Regions from separate parts of the Mus musculus genome. Here regions 1 and 3 are each linked to region 2. A link is a contact called in public HiChIP or PLAC-seq and Micro-C data. All regions are on one chromosome and are shown on one strand. Each heading gives the region's core, a stretch centred on a gene start, on an enhancer-like site or on the middle of the called end of the contact. The rest is flanking DNA. Distances are from core to core; before and after follow the strand shown.

Region 1 (4,518 bases), core at 840-3,339, 120 kb after region 2:
ACTGTGTTCCGACACTGCAGAGCCGGCCGGCCTGATCCTGTACACCTAACATCGGCAGGCAGACAGCAGGCCTCTGTAATGACAACTGAAAGGCCTCCTAGGAAGACGTGGCTAGAAGAGTGTAGGTTCTTGGTACCAGGAACTAAATTCCTTTCACAGCAGAGAACGCCTGCTGACTCCATTGCCGCTGGCCCCAAAGACACCCCTCACGCGCCCGCACAAGGGGGAACTTCCACCGGTTGCACAGGGTGTACAAAGGCCACGCTCAGCAAAGGCAGTGGGGTTAGCATTTGGCCTGCCTTCACTGCCGTTGCTCCGGTGGCTTCCAGGAAACACACTCTTCCTCCTGAGCCCCTCCTTGCTGTTGGCCCCATGACTCACACCCAGACTAGGCTGGCAGGAGGAAAACGCTCTCTGAAGGGTGACTCGGCAGAAAGGCAGCAGACTGTGACCAGGACCTGAGCCTACCACCCGGAGGATGCGCGCGGGGGTGCGGCCGGGGCGGGCCAGGGCAGGGCCTAGAGCCCTTTACAGCACACCGTCAGCCCCAGGATTGGCCGCTCCGGCCACAGGCCTATGGGGTGGTCCTTGCGCAGCCAATCAGTGGCCCCGGGGAGCCCATTCATTCATAAAACCGAGCAAGGAAAAGCCCCTCGTGGCCCGAGCTGCGTGGAACTTTGAAGTGCGCGCTCCCAGTGAGGCCCAGATTGGGGATCCGATCCATAGAGCTAAGAGGTGTGCAGGGGCTGCCGCGTCCACGCCCACAGTCTCGGGCTAGTAGCTTCAGCAAGCCGCGCTGGGCTCCACCCTAAGCAGGACACGCCTGCCACCCAGCTCCCGCCGACAGCTGAGCCACCCATCCCAGAACAAGGCCGCCAGCCTGGGGCAGGTGGCCCCATGACGGATGCAGCCACGTGCGCAGCGGAGCATGATCCCCCCCCCCCCCCGTTTCCCCTCCCCTGGTCGCCGCGACTCACGGCAGTCGTCCTCGTCGCTGTTGTCCGAGCAGTCGTTGTCCTCATCGCATCTCCACACCAAGGGAATGCAGCGCTCGTTCCGACACCGAAACTGGTCCTCTTCACACTCCTTGACTGGCCCTGCGGGGGTTGGGGGCGGTGAGCTGGGTCACTGCACAGGAGCCCGCTCCCCACCCTGCAGCCCTGGCTGCCGAGAAGTCCAGCGGGTATGGGAAAGGGGGAGATATCGGTGAGCTCTGGATCTCCAAGCACCTTAATTCCGAGAAAGGACAGGATGCCACGGGTCCTCCACTGCAGGACCGACTGATGGCACAGCGAGACCCGACAAGCGCTTAACGGCCCGTGGCTATACCCCGCCTTCAGACACATTCACCCTTACACACAACGCCAAGTCAGGTCCACACAAACCTAGTCTGCGGGAAGCCCCGCACACTGGCGACACGCACCCGGTGCAGGGGCTCAGTCCCTTCACAACCTGTCAGTCTCCTCGGCCCACAGGGGTCCCCGGAAACGCATTGTCAGAAAAGACTGTACCACTTCGCTCATCGCCGCTATGGAGCGCGCGTGTCAAATTAAACCAAACCCCAGACCCTGAAGGACTACCCCCCGCAAAGTTCACGGGCCGGGGGGGGGGTGCCCGGCGCCCATCCCCCATTAAGAGGGTGCCCGGAGCTGGGGTAGAGCTTCGGTAACCAAAACCGTGGGGGTAGCGGGGAGGAGGTCCAAGGCAAATCCAGGGAGCTAGGGTCCCCGGAGCCTCTCTATCGGGACCTCGCCGTACAGCAACCCCCACCGCCGGCCGCGCTTTGTTGGTTGGCGGCTGCGAGCCGGCCCGGGAAGCGCCGTACGCACCTTGGCCGCCCGGCAGCGGATCCGCTGCGGAGAGATGCTGAAGCTGCAGCAGCAGCAACAGCAACAGCGCCAGCGGCCGGAGCGCGCCCAGTTCTGGGCGGCCCATAGCGGGCCCGGGGCTCCGGCCGCCGCGCCCCGAGACCCCCGCGCCGCCGCCGCGCCTCAGCCCGCCAAGTCCTTGCCGCGGCGCCGGGGCTGCCGCTGCCGCCGCCGCCACCACCACCGCTGCCGCCCGCCCCGGCTCCCCGGCTGCATTTCAAGCAGGTTCGGTGACGCTCGGCGGCGGGGCGGGCTCAGGCTGGGCGCGCGGCCCCGGCCCTGGGCAGCCGCCGCCGGCGCGCGCGCTCCCTCCCGCCGCCGCCTCCGCCCCACGCTCCTCCCGCCGCCGCCTCTTCTCCTCCCCCGCCTGTCCTTGTCCCCTCCTCTCTCGGTCCGAGCCCCATGATCCTGCTCTGTGTGCGCGCAGGTGCTAAGAGCTGTAGACGCTAGGACGAGCCCGGCTAGGCTCTGGCCCCCCTGGTTTCCCCGTGGAGGTGGCAAGAGGGTGAGAGAAGGAGGCGTATGGAGGAGAGCCCGAGCTCGGGAGAAGGAGACTCACAAGCCGTTGCAGTGAACGCGCAGAGCGCGGGAAGGCTGAAAGCATTGCCAGGGAGAATCTAGGGGTGCTGGGCAAGACCTGTCATAGCTTCAGATTAGATGAGTCGCTTTCTGCGACCGTGTGCATCTGTGATTATCACTGTGTGATCCTGAGAGAGGTGAGTGTCTGGTGCACAGACTGTTATCCATATTCATCCTTCTCTGTTGGACCCCGCAGAGGAGCAGATCAAGGGCCCTGAAGACATGGCAAGGTAACCCTTGCTGCTGCAGAGAAGGGCAAGGACTGTGGAGGCCCAGATGTGTCATCCTTGCCGCCAGAGGCAGCACATCTAGTGTCTCTGGGCTCCACTAGCCTCTGCACAAAGAAGGCCCCTCCTCTAGCAGTGCGACCCCACCTCCCCTACTCTTCCTTGTCAGAAGGGCAACGCTTAGACTGGATTTCAGCCACCTGCCGGTGAGCCTGGCCCAGCAGCACAACAATCTCAGAGTGTGATTCTTGGGCACGGGTTGTAAACCAGGCCCGCGCGAGGGTGCCAAGGCCCAGTGTTAAATAGGCCCTCTCTCTTCAGAAAAAAAAAAAGGAAGAAAGAAAGAAAGAAAGAAAGAAAGAAAGAAAGAAAGAAAGAAAGAAAGAAAGAAAGAAAGAAAGAAAGAAAGAGAGAAAGAGAGAAAGAGAGAAAGAGAGAAAGAGAGAGAGAGAGAGAGAGAGAGAGAAAGAAAGAAAGAAAGAAAGAAAGAAAGAAAGAAAGAAAGAAAGAAAGAAAGGGAAAGAGAGAGAAAGCAAGCAAGCAATCGTGGAAGCTGTGATTCCTATGCCAAGCTGGATGGGTGCACAGCCCCGCTAGGTCAACAGTCCTCTCAGTCTCATATCTTCCCCCGCAAAGGGTAGCCCATGACAATAGCTATGGCAACCACAGACCTTGGGAAACCACAAGTGCATCATCCTTTGGTCACGTTAAGGCTCCATGGGTCTGGAAGTCCTGGCCACAGTGAGGGGAAGACAGACCATCAACAGAAGAAATCTTACACAGCATGTGCTGTGTGTGTTGTGCCCAAGGCTGCAGCATCGTAAATAAGGTACTTCCCCAACCTCCCGATGTTACATATTAGTTAGAAGAGAGAAATACAGAAGAAGAAAAAAAAAAAGAGTTCTATCACACTATCACAGCATCATAGTTGTGATGAGAAAATAAACAACATGAGAGCACGGAGGTAAGTTAGAGAGGCGATCATGTTTCACTGACAGCGAGGAGCCTGACCACATGACGGTCAAACGCATGCTATTCTTGGCAGAGGGAAGAGCAATGGAGACACATCCCATCGTGGTAAACTAGTGATGGGAGAAGTAAGCGCATGGTGGTGGGGAGGAGCTTTGGGGAGTCCACAAGGCCCAATCACAGGATAGCTTTGTAGGCCACAGTAAGGAGTTTGGATTTTGTCCCAAGCACAATGATACCCACTGCGACACCCTCGAAGGTTAGGATGGACCCCCTCCTGCAACCCAGATTCACCTGTCCAGCCTCACATGGCTTCTGCTCTGCACTCCTGGGAAACTCAGTCCCATTATCGGGCCTCAGGGAAGCTGGGAACTAGGCAGTCTTGATGGTTCCTTCTGTGCTAAGATGTTTGCATGGGGTAAAGTTTAGGCTACAGCTCAAAAGGATAAGAGCATTGGCCTTTGGGTCTGGGCCTGCCCTTCCTTCCCTGACTATATGGACATGGTTGCTTCCACTTCCGTGGTTCAGGTTCTCCGTATAAAAGATGGCATGGGGGGGGGGGTCGCAGTGCTCACCACACAGGCTGAGGTGAGGTTTAGATTACATGTGGTTGCATGAGAGTCATGTCCAGAGCACAGTAGATGCCTAATGAACATTAGTTACTGTTACTATTATCCAAAACACCCTCCTCAAAAACCTCTGATAACCCCAAACCTCAAAAAATACAAATTGCCCAGCCTGGGAATATAGCTCAGTGGGCAGTAGCTCAAAATTTGAGCTACTAGGGGGACTACAGTAGGAGGAGCACAAGTTCAAGGCCTGTCTATGGTACAGAGAGTTTTCAAAAACCAGTCTGGGAGGCCTCCACAGCAGGC
Region 2 (4,385 bases), core at 478-2,977:
AGGAAAATTAGAAGTTTGGTATTTTTAAAATTTTGTTTTAAAATTGCCATTTTATTATGTTGTGTGTGGAGGTCAGAGGACATCCTTCACAAGTCTGTTCTCCTTTTCCACCATTGTGTCTCAGGGACTTAACTCAGATCATCATCAGTGCCAAGGACCTTACTCCCTGAGCCATCCCACCCGTCAACATCGAATCAATTCTCAGGCCTCCACCTTCCCAGTGCTGGGATTACAGGCATGCACCACCATATTTGGTTGGTTTATGTGATACTAGGGATCAAACCTAGGGTTTCATGCATGCTAGGCAAACACCCTGCCCACTGAGTTACATCCCTGGTTCCCACTAGCTTTGAATTCTGTGCTTAGCTCTTCAGTCAATGAAGAAAAGTTCTTCAGTATGGAGCTGGTAAGTGAGTTTCCTGTTTAACTGCTGGTCATCTAAATAAGGACAGAGCCCGAGAAACAAACTCAGGTCCCCTGAACTCCAAATCCAGTGCCCTTTGGGATGTGTTCCAGCTCATGGCTCTGCCTACCTACTTATGGAACAGACAAAATGTACTTGGCTGCTTCAGATCTACAGGGTCCTGACAGACAGCTGGAGCTAAAGGAAGGTTGTGTTTCCAGAATGGAATTCTGTTGTGCTTCAAGTGAGAATAATTCACTATGTAAAATAAGTGGTAGCAGAACCTATTACTTCTTTAGCTACAGATGAGGCAGAGACCAGAGGGGTATGGTATATGTTGCTTGCCTGTGGTGGTTTAGCGATGGATGGGGATGTTCACGTTCAAGAATCTTTGAATTCCTGAAAAGTTTGGGACTTCAGGACCCATGTGTGCTGACAGGTAGCCTCCTACGGTGGACTGAGGCTAAAAGACACCCAGAACTAGAGGACAAGGGTTTCCTCTTGGTAGGGAACCTGTTTTGTTTTTTTCCTTTGAAATATTCAATCTGAAAAAGGATGCTCATTTCTGGTTCCTGTACATTCTTTTTCCTTCCTTCCTCTTGTTTTGATTAAGACACAGTCCCGTGTAGCCCAGGATGGCTTCCAACTCGCTATGTAGCTGAATATAGGCTAGAATTCTTGACACTCTGCCTCTGCCTCTCCTTCAGATTACAGGCATGCACCCCCAATTTCCAGTTATACATTTTTAATAATATTTTTATTAGATATTTTCTTTACATTTCAAATGCTATCCCGAAAGTTCCCTATCCCCCCCCCACCCCACCCCACCCCCACCCCCCCCCGCCCCGCGAAGCCACACACTTCAAAGACTTCAGGCTTGGGGAATGCTACACGGACCTAGTATGAGTAAAGTATTCTGCCTAACAAATTATATTGGTGAAATAAGTATGACTATTGTTCAGTAAATCTAGAACTGTGGAGGCGTTTGTTGATCTTGTTCTCTACTTAGAAGACAAAGGTTTGAAATGTTCTTGGTCTCTAGAGACCAAGCCTTGACAAGGATAGGTCTGCCAAATGCCAAGTTTCAGCGTTTCTTTTTTCTCTACTTTTGATTTCTATCCAGTTCTGTGAAAGGAAAAGAGGTTAGCTTCAGAGTTACATGCCTGCCACCTTCGGGCAAGAAGCTGGGCTTACTATAGTTTAGAGACCGCTTCCGGCCCAGGTGGGCGTGGCCGCCTCTTGGGCGTGGCCACGATGTGGGCGGGCTCTGGGAGAGGCCAAGTGTGGGCGGGGCCACCGCCTATCGGTGCCCGGAAGTGCCCCTGTGGGCGGAGTTGAACTGGACGTTAAGTCTCTACGGGTGTCCCGGGCCTGAGGGCAGCGGCCTGCTTGCTCGGGAACTCCCTCAGCCACCGCGTCCTCAAGCCGCCATTGCCGCCCGGGACGATGATGCCGCGCCTGCTGTTGCGTGACTGGCCCCGGTGCCCCTCGCTTGTCCTGGGAGCCCCTAGTCGGCCCTTAAGTGCTGTCTCGGGGCCCGCCGAGTATCTGCAGCACAGCATCGTACCCACCATGCACTACCAGGACAGCCTGCCCAGGTGAGCCCAGCCTCCTGGCCCCGGCCCAGACCCGACTCCTGGTGCTTAGGACTTGCCCTGAACCTCCGGCCCTGGAGGCAGTCACATTCCCCAGCTTGGAAAGCCTGAGACTTTGAAAATTCCCTGGCTCAGAAGATTCAGAAACTTTAAAGTCTCCTCCGCAACCCTCCCGTCTACAAGTTCATCTTGAATCCTACAAACTCCTGCCCGCTCCATTAATCTTTCAGACAGCTATCCTGAGCCCTACACACTTAATGCCTGAAAATCACCCGAATCCTTTCTACTAGGGTGGTCAATTCCTTGTTTTGTTTTGAGGGTTTGTGTGCCCTAGAACTAGCTCTGTAGACCAGGATGGCCTATTAGAGATCCTCTTGCTTCTGCCTGTAGAGTGCTGAGATTAAAGATATAGGGCACCCCCATTGAGGGAGGATAGCCAGTTCCTAACATGGGTCTCCCTCGGGTCAGTGTCCCCTATTCACCTTTACCTGTTGCTGAGAACACCCAGCCCACTCCTCTTCCAGTACCTGTTCTGGTAGTGTCCCATCGTTGCTGCAAGCACATCTTTATCCTCATTTTAGCATTCTCCATCTTCTGCTCCATCTTCTAAGGTCAGCCTTAACCTAGAACTTTTTCATACCCACCAAACCTTCCTCAGCACTCTTTCGGGTGGTCCCCAACACCTCACCCACACTACCTGACCTATTCAAACAGCCCTAATAAGTGTTCCTCCATGTCCGTCACCCCCTGTCCCCAATACCCAGTACTTCCTTAAATCTGGAGTCTAGTTTTCTCGTTGATCTCTCAGCTTTGTTCTAGGTTGCCAGAATAGAAATTACCTTCACTCTAAGCCAAACCTAAATTGTCTTTGCATTCATTGTTTATTTCCCAAACCAAGCTCCAAACCTGTTTCAAATCCCCCTCACTGTCCTGGCCCAGCTGCCAGTGATCCTTCCTGCTCCATCCGGGAAAAGACACACATTGTACCATGGTATTGTTCCCTGCTGTGGGGTTTGTTTTCCTCCGTGTCCAGCAGTTATTTAACCCAGTGTCATCTGCCCACCGTGCCTTCTCAGCAAGAACCCAGTGTGCTTATGTGTGAGACCAGCTACAGTGAGGTTATCTGAATTCAGCAGGACGGAGGGGGAAAGAGAAAGGGACTTTGCTATTGCAGGATGAGGGTGTGACCTGGCTTCTCCAGACAGCCTGTGTGAGCTGCATTAATATGTAGGGGAAAGGTGAGGGCTTGGGAAAGAGAGTTTTCATTTGCTGAGTCAGATGGGCACTGACTTTCAGGCAGGCCTGTGCCTTACCCAGGTTTAAGATCAGGTGGACTGTCGGTAGTTTAGAATTGGAAAACTGTAAGAATATTCAACATAGTTTAGTCTTGTCCACAGCACAAACGTCTGTAAGATCCTGGAAGTATAAATAATATTGCTTGTCAGGTGTAGTGGCAGGTTCCTGGAATTATAAATACTATCACTAGTCAAGGGTAGTAGTGCATACCTTTAATCTTAGCATTCAGAAGGTGGAGGCTGGCTGTGAGTTCAAGGCCTGCCTCATCTATATTGTGAGTTCCAGGATAGCCAGAGCTACATTTTAGAACCTGTCTTGGGAAAAAAGCCAACGAGCCCCTTTCCTCCAAAAACAAAACCAACAAACAAAAAACAAACCAATCCACCCTACTACTGTATGCTCTCATGGAGCAGCCGACGTTCCTGGTGCTTCATCGTGAAGTGGGAGTTAGATGAGAGACTTTCTGTGTCAGCAATTCCGAGCTAGTAAAATATACTCTCTCTCGATGTCACACTTGGCAAGGAGCCCTAACCTTGAGGTCAGGCAGAACTTCGTTTCTGATGTGTATTTGCCATTAGGGCTGCAGTTTTGCAGTTAAAGAGCCACAGTCCTCAATGAGGTGAATGGCAACACAGCTCTTTGGACTGACTATTAGGAGGCCCTTGGGATAAGGAAACCATTGCCACACCCTCTGTTCCTCCTTATCACTGCTTCATTTTAGCCTCAGTGGCCTTGGACTCTGTCTAGAAGGAGCCCTGGAATTATCATCTGCTTAAACTTTTTCAGGTGCTGTGGGTTTTGTTCTTGTAGATACTGAGAGATGCATATCAGGGGTATAGAGAAATGGCTCAGTGGTTAAGAGTGATCGCTGCTCTTGCAGAGGACTTGAGTTCTGCTCCTAGTACCACATCCAGTGGCTCCCAATTGCCTGTAACTCCAGTTCCAGGGAGGAATTAGAATTAAACACGCCATACAAAGCCCTTGTGCAGGTTTGGCACAGAATACTCAGTAGGCATTCATAAGCATGGTAACTGGAACAAGATGGCAACTGATGTGCTCTGTCAGTGACTTAATGTTACGGTGGGTGAGGG
Region 3 (4,983 bases), core at 2,088-4,587, 96 kb before region 2:
TCTGTACAAGCTGCACCTCAAGGTGGGAATGGAGAGGGGAGCTGAGGTAGAGGCAGACCCACATCATGGGCACAGAACCGCTGAGGGAGGAGCGTGGCCCGGTTGGGCGTGGGGATGCTGTGTGAATCGGAGAGTACATTGTTAGGAGAGCAGGCTGGAGTCTGGGCACCTGACCTTCAGTGTGGGTTTGAGGGCGCTGTCAGAGCACCCAGATGCTCAGGTCTGACTCCCCTCCTGGTAGCCCCGGGGCTCCTCCGCACATCTCATCCTGAGGCCTGGCTTTTGCCTCTGCCTCACACTGCCCCATCCCTCCTTTCCTTCTAGAACAATAAGCTAGAGAAGATCCCCCCTGGGGCCTTCAGTGAGCTGAGCAACCTACGGGAACTCTACCTGCAGAACAACTACCTGACCGACGAGGGTCTGGACAACGAGACCTTCTGGTGGGTCCCTGTGTCACTGCATCCTCCCCATCACCACCCGGCAGCGTGCAACACCGGCGGTCTCAGCCTGTCTCAGCTGGGCACAGTCACGTGTCTTCTTTTCCTTGGTCGCTTTCTCTGGAGAATCTTTGGGGTTTATGGCTGTTGCTATTTCTGTCTCTGGGAACAAGTCATGTGTATAGACAAGGGCTGCTGAGACCACAGATGGCTGTGGCCTCCTGCCTAGCATCTCAGTTTCTTCTTTTCTCCAGGAAGCTGTCCAGCCTGGAGTACCTGGACTTGTCCAGCAACAACCTGTCGAGGGTCCCAGCGGGTCTTCCCCGCAGCCTGGTCCTGCTGCACCTGGAGAAAAATGCCATCCAGAGCGTAGAAGCTGATGTGCTGACACCCATCCGCAACCTGGAGTACCTGCTGCTACATAGCAACCAGCTGCAGGCCAAGGGTATCCACCCACTGGCCTTCCAGGGCCTCAAGAAGCTCCACACAGTGCATCTATACAACAACGCGCTGGAACGTGTGCCCAGCGGCCTGCCCCGCCGAGTGCGCACCCTCATGATCCTGCACAACCAGATTACAGGCATAGGCCGTGAGGACTTCGCTACCACCTACTTCCTGGAAGAGCTCAACCTCAGCTACAACCGCATCACCAGCCCACAGATGCACCGAGATGCCTTCCGCAAGCTACGCCTGCTGCGTTCACTTGACTTGTCTGGCAACCGTCTGCAAACACTGCCTCCAGGCCTGCCGAAAAACGTACACGTGCTCAAGGTCAAGCGGAATGAGCTGGCTGCCCTGGCACGTGGGGCACTAGCTGGCATGGCCCAGCTTCGGGAACTCTACCTCACAGGCAACCGACTGCGAAGCCGGGCCCTGGGACCCCGTGCCTGGGTGGACCTTGCTGGTCTGCAGGTACTACAGGAATGGGCCATGTTGGGGTGGGTGGGGGGCACAGGGAGGAAGAAGGATGGTGGACCTACTAGGATAAGCCTACTCAGCTGCTAGGATGAGTGACAGTTTTGCCAGGAGCCAGGTTCCGGGTGGGATAGCCAGACTGAGCTTATTCATTGGATACACGCTGGGGAGGCGGGCCTTAGTGTAGGAGGGCCGTGGCCATGCAGTCCAACCTACTTATAGGTGCAAGAGCAAAGGGCACAGCGAACACAGTAACCTGTGTCTCTATGTGGCCAGGCCAGTTCACCAGAGGGTAGAAGGAGGGGCCCACATTTCACTCTGACATGCTCACTACTGGCCGAGGGGTGGGAACTGCCATCAGGATGGGTGTTTTCAAAGCATGCTGTGGAGAGGTGGGGTCAGAGAGAAGCCAGGAAGTACCCTGAGCTTAGCAGGGTGAAGAAGCTGGCTCTGTGGCCTGGCTGGGATCTCTCCTCATTCAGACCACCCTGCTGAGAGCCATATACCAGAACCCAGCCTCCATGTGGCCCTTAAAGCTGACCCTCAGGAGCACAACTTGGCTTCCTCTTGTTACATTGACTAACTCACTAAAGGGGAGAGGGGCTTGGCATACTTCTTGTCTCTGTTGCCTGCCTCAGGCACCTAACCCAGCTACAGCTCTCCAGTTAGGCTGCTTATATCCCAGCCAAGCCACCGTATTTCTCAGCTGAACCTCACCCACCGTCCTAGTATCTCACCATTCCTGTACCTGCAAAACACCTGTTCACACAGATTCCTGTCCAGTCTTCTATAGCTCCCTGCTTCCCTGAGGTCCGGGGCCAGACTCCCTGCTGGGGGTTTCAAGCCTCTGTCTGCTCCTGCTCCAGCACACCGTGGCTCTTCTACTGGAAGCACAATACCTGCATTCTTACAGGAGACACCTATTCGTTTGTTCCTTCCTTCCTTCCTTCCTTCCGTCTTAAAGAGTCCCCATATTTGTACTAGACACTGTTGTTCCAGAACTGGGGATCCTATGAGGAAGAAGGGAGTACCACTCTTGTTAGGGTATATCTAGGACTCAGCTTGAGTGTCACCTCGCCTAGAACACATTCTTACCCTTTAGCGGGGACAGGCAGGTTAGATACCTCCCCGAGCCTCAGCCTGGTAAGCAAGGCAAAGGGGATTCCCCCTCACACTGAGTCTTTTGACTGGCAACTTGCTCTTTTTGCCTCAAATCCACCCTGTGCTAATGCCCTGGAAAGCATTTCCTGGCTCAGAGCTGGATGAATCCCTTCCCCACTCCCTGATTACAGCCAAGCCCAAGGTTGTTTTGTCAGGCTCTGGTCCATCTCCACAGCCGGACTGGCTTCCTGAATGTGGAGATGGTGTCTCACGGAGTCCATGCTCTGGCACCCATGGGCACCGAGTGTCTCTGGAATGAATGAGGGAGGGACTGACAGCAGAGACTGAGGACAGTGCCAATGGCTGTGGAGACAAAATGGGAAACAAGCCCTGTGGGCCGGGGAGGTGACAGAATTGGAAGTTCTGGGCTTTAGTGCAATGCTGATGCTAGCTTACCAAGCTGTGTGGGATGTGAGCCTATTGGATGACCCTGTATCCCAGCCTCTTGAGATAATGAAGGAGCGTACAGATCATGTCGTCCTGTCCCAGGGTAGCACTAGGGTGGGTCTGGAGAAGGTGCATATGAGAGGTAACGAGGGTGACCACAGAGCCAGTGTGTGCCAGGCCCCCTCCCCCACTTCCCTGGCTATCGCTCCTGGGCTTCAGGCACAAGGTGACTCAGAGCCTGACCAGCCTGGGGCCTGCTGGTTGTGCCAGGGTTTCTACAAACCTTGTACCCGCTTTCCTAGCCCCTGCACATGTGACCTGCATGTGTGGATCTTGATGTGTTTAATCTGATGGGAGTGACAGGTAGACTGAAGAGGAAAGCCTGTGTGACAAGCCTGTGACATGCAAGCAGCTGGGCTATGACTTCATGTGCAAAGGCAGGAGGGAGTGGGCAGGACCCACGTCAATTAGAACAAGTGTGTGGAGTCTGGCTCAGCACATTCCAGCCTCTTACAAAGGGATTAACCTCGCTGAGCTGTTTCTCCACCTGGAAACCGTGGTTGTCAGACCCCTCCCCTCACTAGAGATCGATTGTGGCTTGGTAGGAGTCTGTGAGCTGGTAAGTCCTTGACACGCACATCCCCCCCCCCCCCCCTGCAGCTGCTGGACATCGCTGGGAATCAGCTCACAGAGGTCCCTGAGGGGCTCCCCCCATCTCTGGAGTATCTGTACCTGCAGAATAACAAGATTAGTGCCGTTCCTGCCAACGCCTTTGACTCCACTCCCAACCTTAAGGGGATCTTTCTCAGGTAGGAAGTCCCTGCCGCCCTGCTCTCATCCAGACAGCACTATAACAGTAGAGGGACAGCTGAGAGCTGGGGGAACAGCTGGCAGCTAGAGTGTGGGTGTGGAGCCTGGCTGAGTACACTGCAGGACCCCCACAAGCCCGTGCCACCTCAGCCCCCGAGAGTGAGCATACCCTGCCAGGCTGCAATGGCTCACAGGTCTGCTAGTGGCATCAGAAACATTCAAAACAAGTACAGGGTGCTGTTGATGCTAATGTGGTACAGGAGGAAGCCCAGAGAACATCTCACGAGTAACCCCCAGCTGTGAAGACATGGGTGACAGCTGTGTTCAGTCAGCCAGGTGGGGCTCAGGTGTCAGACCAAGAACACAGACGCCTGGGGCCCCACTGGGCTCCGGGGTTAGGACTTCAGAGAACTCAGACCTCACAGACTCTGGCTTCTTCTCAGATGCTCCCCCACCCCCCATTCCAACTCGACCCACTCAAATCAGAGAGAAGACAGAATAGAAGACAGGCCCAGGGTGGTGACACTGGGTGGTATGACCCGGCCTTCAGTGTTGGGCTGAGTACGTTCCTTACAGCTCAGCCAGGCCTTGCCTGTGTGCCAGTCAGATCTTGAGGTTAGTGGGGAAGGGCAGCAGAGGCATCTCTCTGCACATGAAGTGACTATGCATAGAAGGAGACATTCCTTGCCTTTGCCACCCCCTTCCTCCAAGCTAACGGTGTCCTGACAGATCTCTTTGTCAGGGGTGTACTGTGCTTCTTCACGCACCCCCTTCAAAACTTGCTGTAGCACTCCCAAATACCACCCCTCCCCCCTTTCCCCTCTGAGCTGGGTAGGTGTGAGGGCATCAGCCAGGCCTCCTGCCGCTGACCCATGGACCACCACTCAGGTTCAACAAGCTGGCTGTGGGCTCCGTGGTGGAAAGCGCCTTCCGGAGGCTGAAACACCTGCAGGTCTTGGACATTGAAGGCAACTTTGAGTTTGGTAATGGTTCCAAGGACAAAGATGAGGAAGAGGAAGAAGAGGAGGAAGAGGAAGATGAGGAAGAGGAAACTAGATAGGACAAAGTGACATGGATGAAACCCAGGTGGGTGGTCTGTGCGGGTGTGAAGGCACCTCTCACCACTCCCTGCTGTCCCTGACCTGCCTTGGCTTTCTGTGTGTCAACTTCACCCTGTCTCTGTTCTATCCCTTCATTTTGAAAACCTGTCATTTCGTTTGCATGCAGGATTGCACCATGTGAGGTGTGTGTGTGTGTGTGTGTGTGTTTGTAT

The links. Hi-C and Micro-C count contacts between places; a contact is called where the count stands out from the background. HiChIP or PLAC-seq counts read pairs in DNA pulled down with a chosen protein or histone mark.
Region 1: a contact with region 2 is called in a Micro-C map of embryonic stem cells, with 2.3 times the contacts expected there. The contact joins the promoter of Lrp8 here to the promoter of Cpt2 in region 2. A contact is called at or near these places in 3 of 484 Hi-C or Micro-C datasets (CD4 T cells, embryonic stem cells and erythroblasts), 2 of 115 datasets of contacts at active chromatin or transcription factors (effector CD8 T cells and memory CD8 T cells) and 2 of 9 other capture datasets (adipose tissue and liver).
Region 3: an H3K27ac HiChIP or PLAC-seq map of heart atrium shows a contact between it and region 2, with 6 read pairs. The contact joins the enhancer-like site here to the promoter of Cpt2 in region 2. A contact is called at or near these places in 6 of 39 promoter capture datasets (embryonic stem cells, liver, stem cell-derived epiblast-like cells and 1 more), 2 of 484 Hi-C or Micro-C datasets (embryonic stem cells and rod photoreceptor), 6 of 115 datasets of contacts at active chromatin or transcription factors (embryonic stem cells, extraembryonic endoderm stem cells, fibro-adipogenic progenitors and 2 more) and 3 of 9 other capture datasets (adipose tissue, liver and pancreatic islet).

The regions. Positions count from the first base shown.
Region 1 is chr4:107,799,830-107,804,347 of GRCm38.p6, reverse strand. It overlaps Lrp8 (low density lipoprotein receptor-related protein 8, apolipoprotein e receptor), which reads right to left and starts at 2,089. Exons shown (of 20, transcript NM_053073.3): 1 at 1,830-2,089; 2 at 978-1,097. The coding sequence starts at 1,935. Lrp8os3 (low density lipoprotein receptor-related protein 8, apolipoprotein e receptor, opposite strand 3) reads left to right here and starts at 2,284. Exons shown (of 2, transcript NR_168096.1): 1 at 2,284-2,584.
Region 2 is chr4:107,920,931-107,925,315 of GRCm38.p6, reverse strand. Cpt2 (carnitine palmitoyltransferase 2) reads left to right here and starts at 1,727. Exons shown (of 5, transcript NM_009949.2): 1 at 1,727-2,001. The coding sequence starts at 1,850.
Region 3 is chr4:108,017,520-108,022,502 of GRCm38.p6, reverse strand. It overlaps Podn (podocan), which reads left to right. Exons shown (of 13, transcript NM_172874.4): 8 at 1-22; 9 at 325-440; 10 at 692-1,349; 11 at 3,561-3,709; 12 at 4,599-4,796. The coding sequence ends at 4,770. Among named protein-coding and RNA genes, the nearest start is that of Podn, 12 kb to the left of the region's middle. Within about 2 kb of position 3,337, at least 26 of the 459 cell types and tissues checked have an H3K27ac peak or open chromatin away from gene starts, as enhancers often do. A contact at or near this core is called in heart atrium and rod photoreceptor, where this site is marked.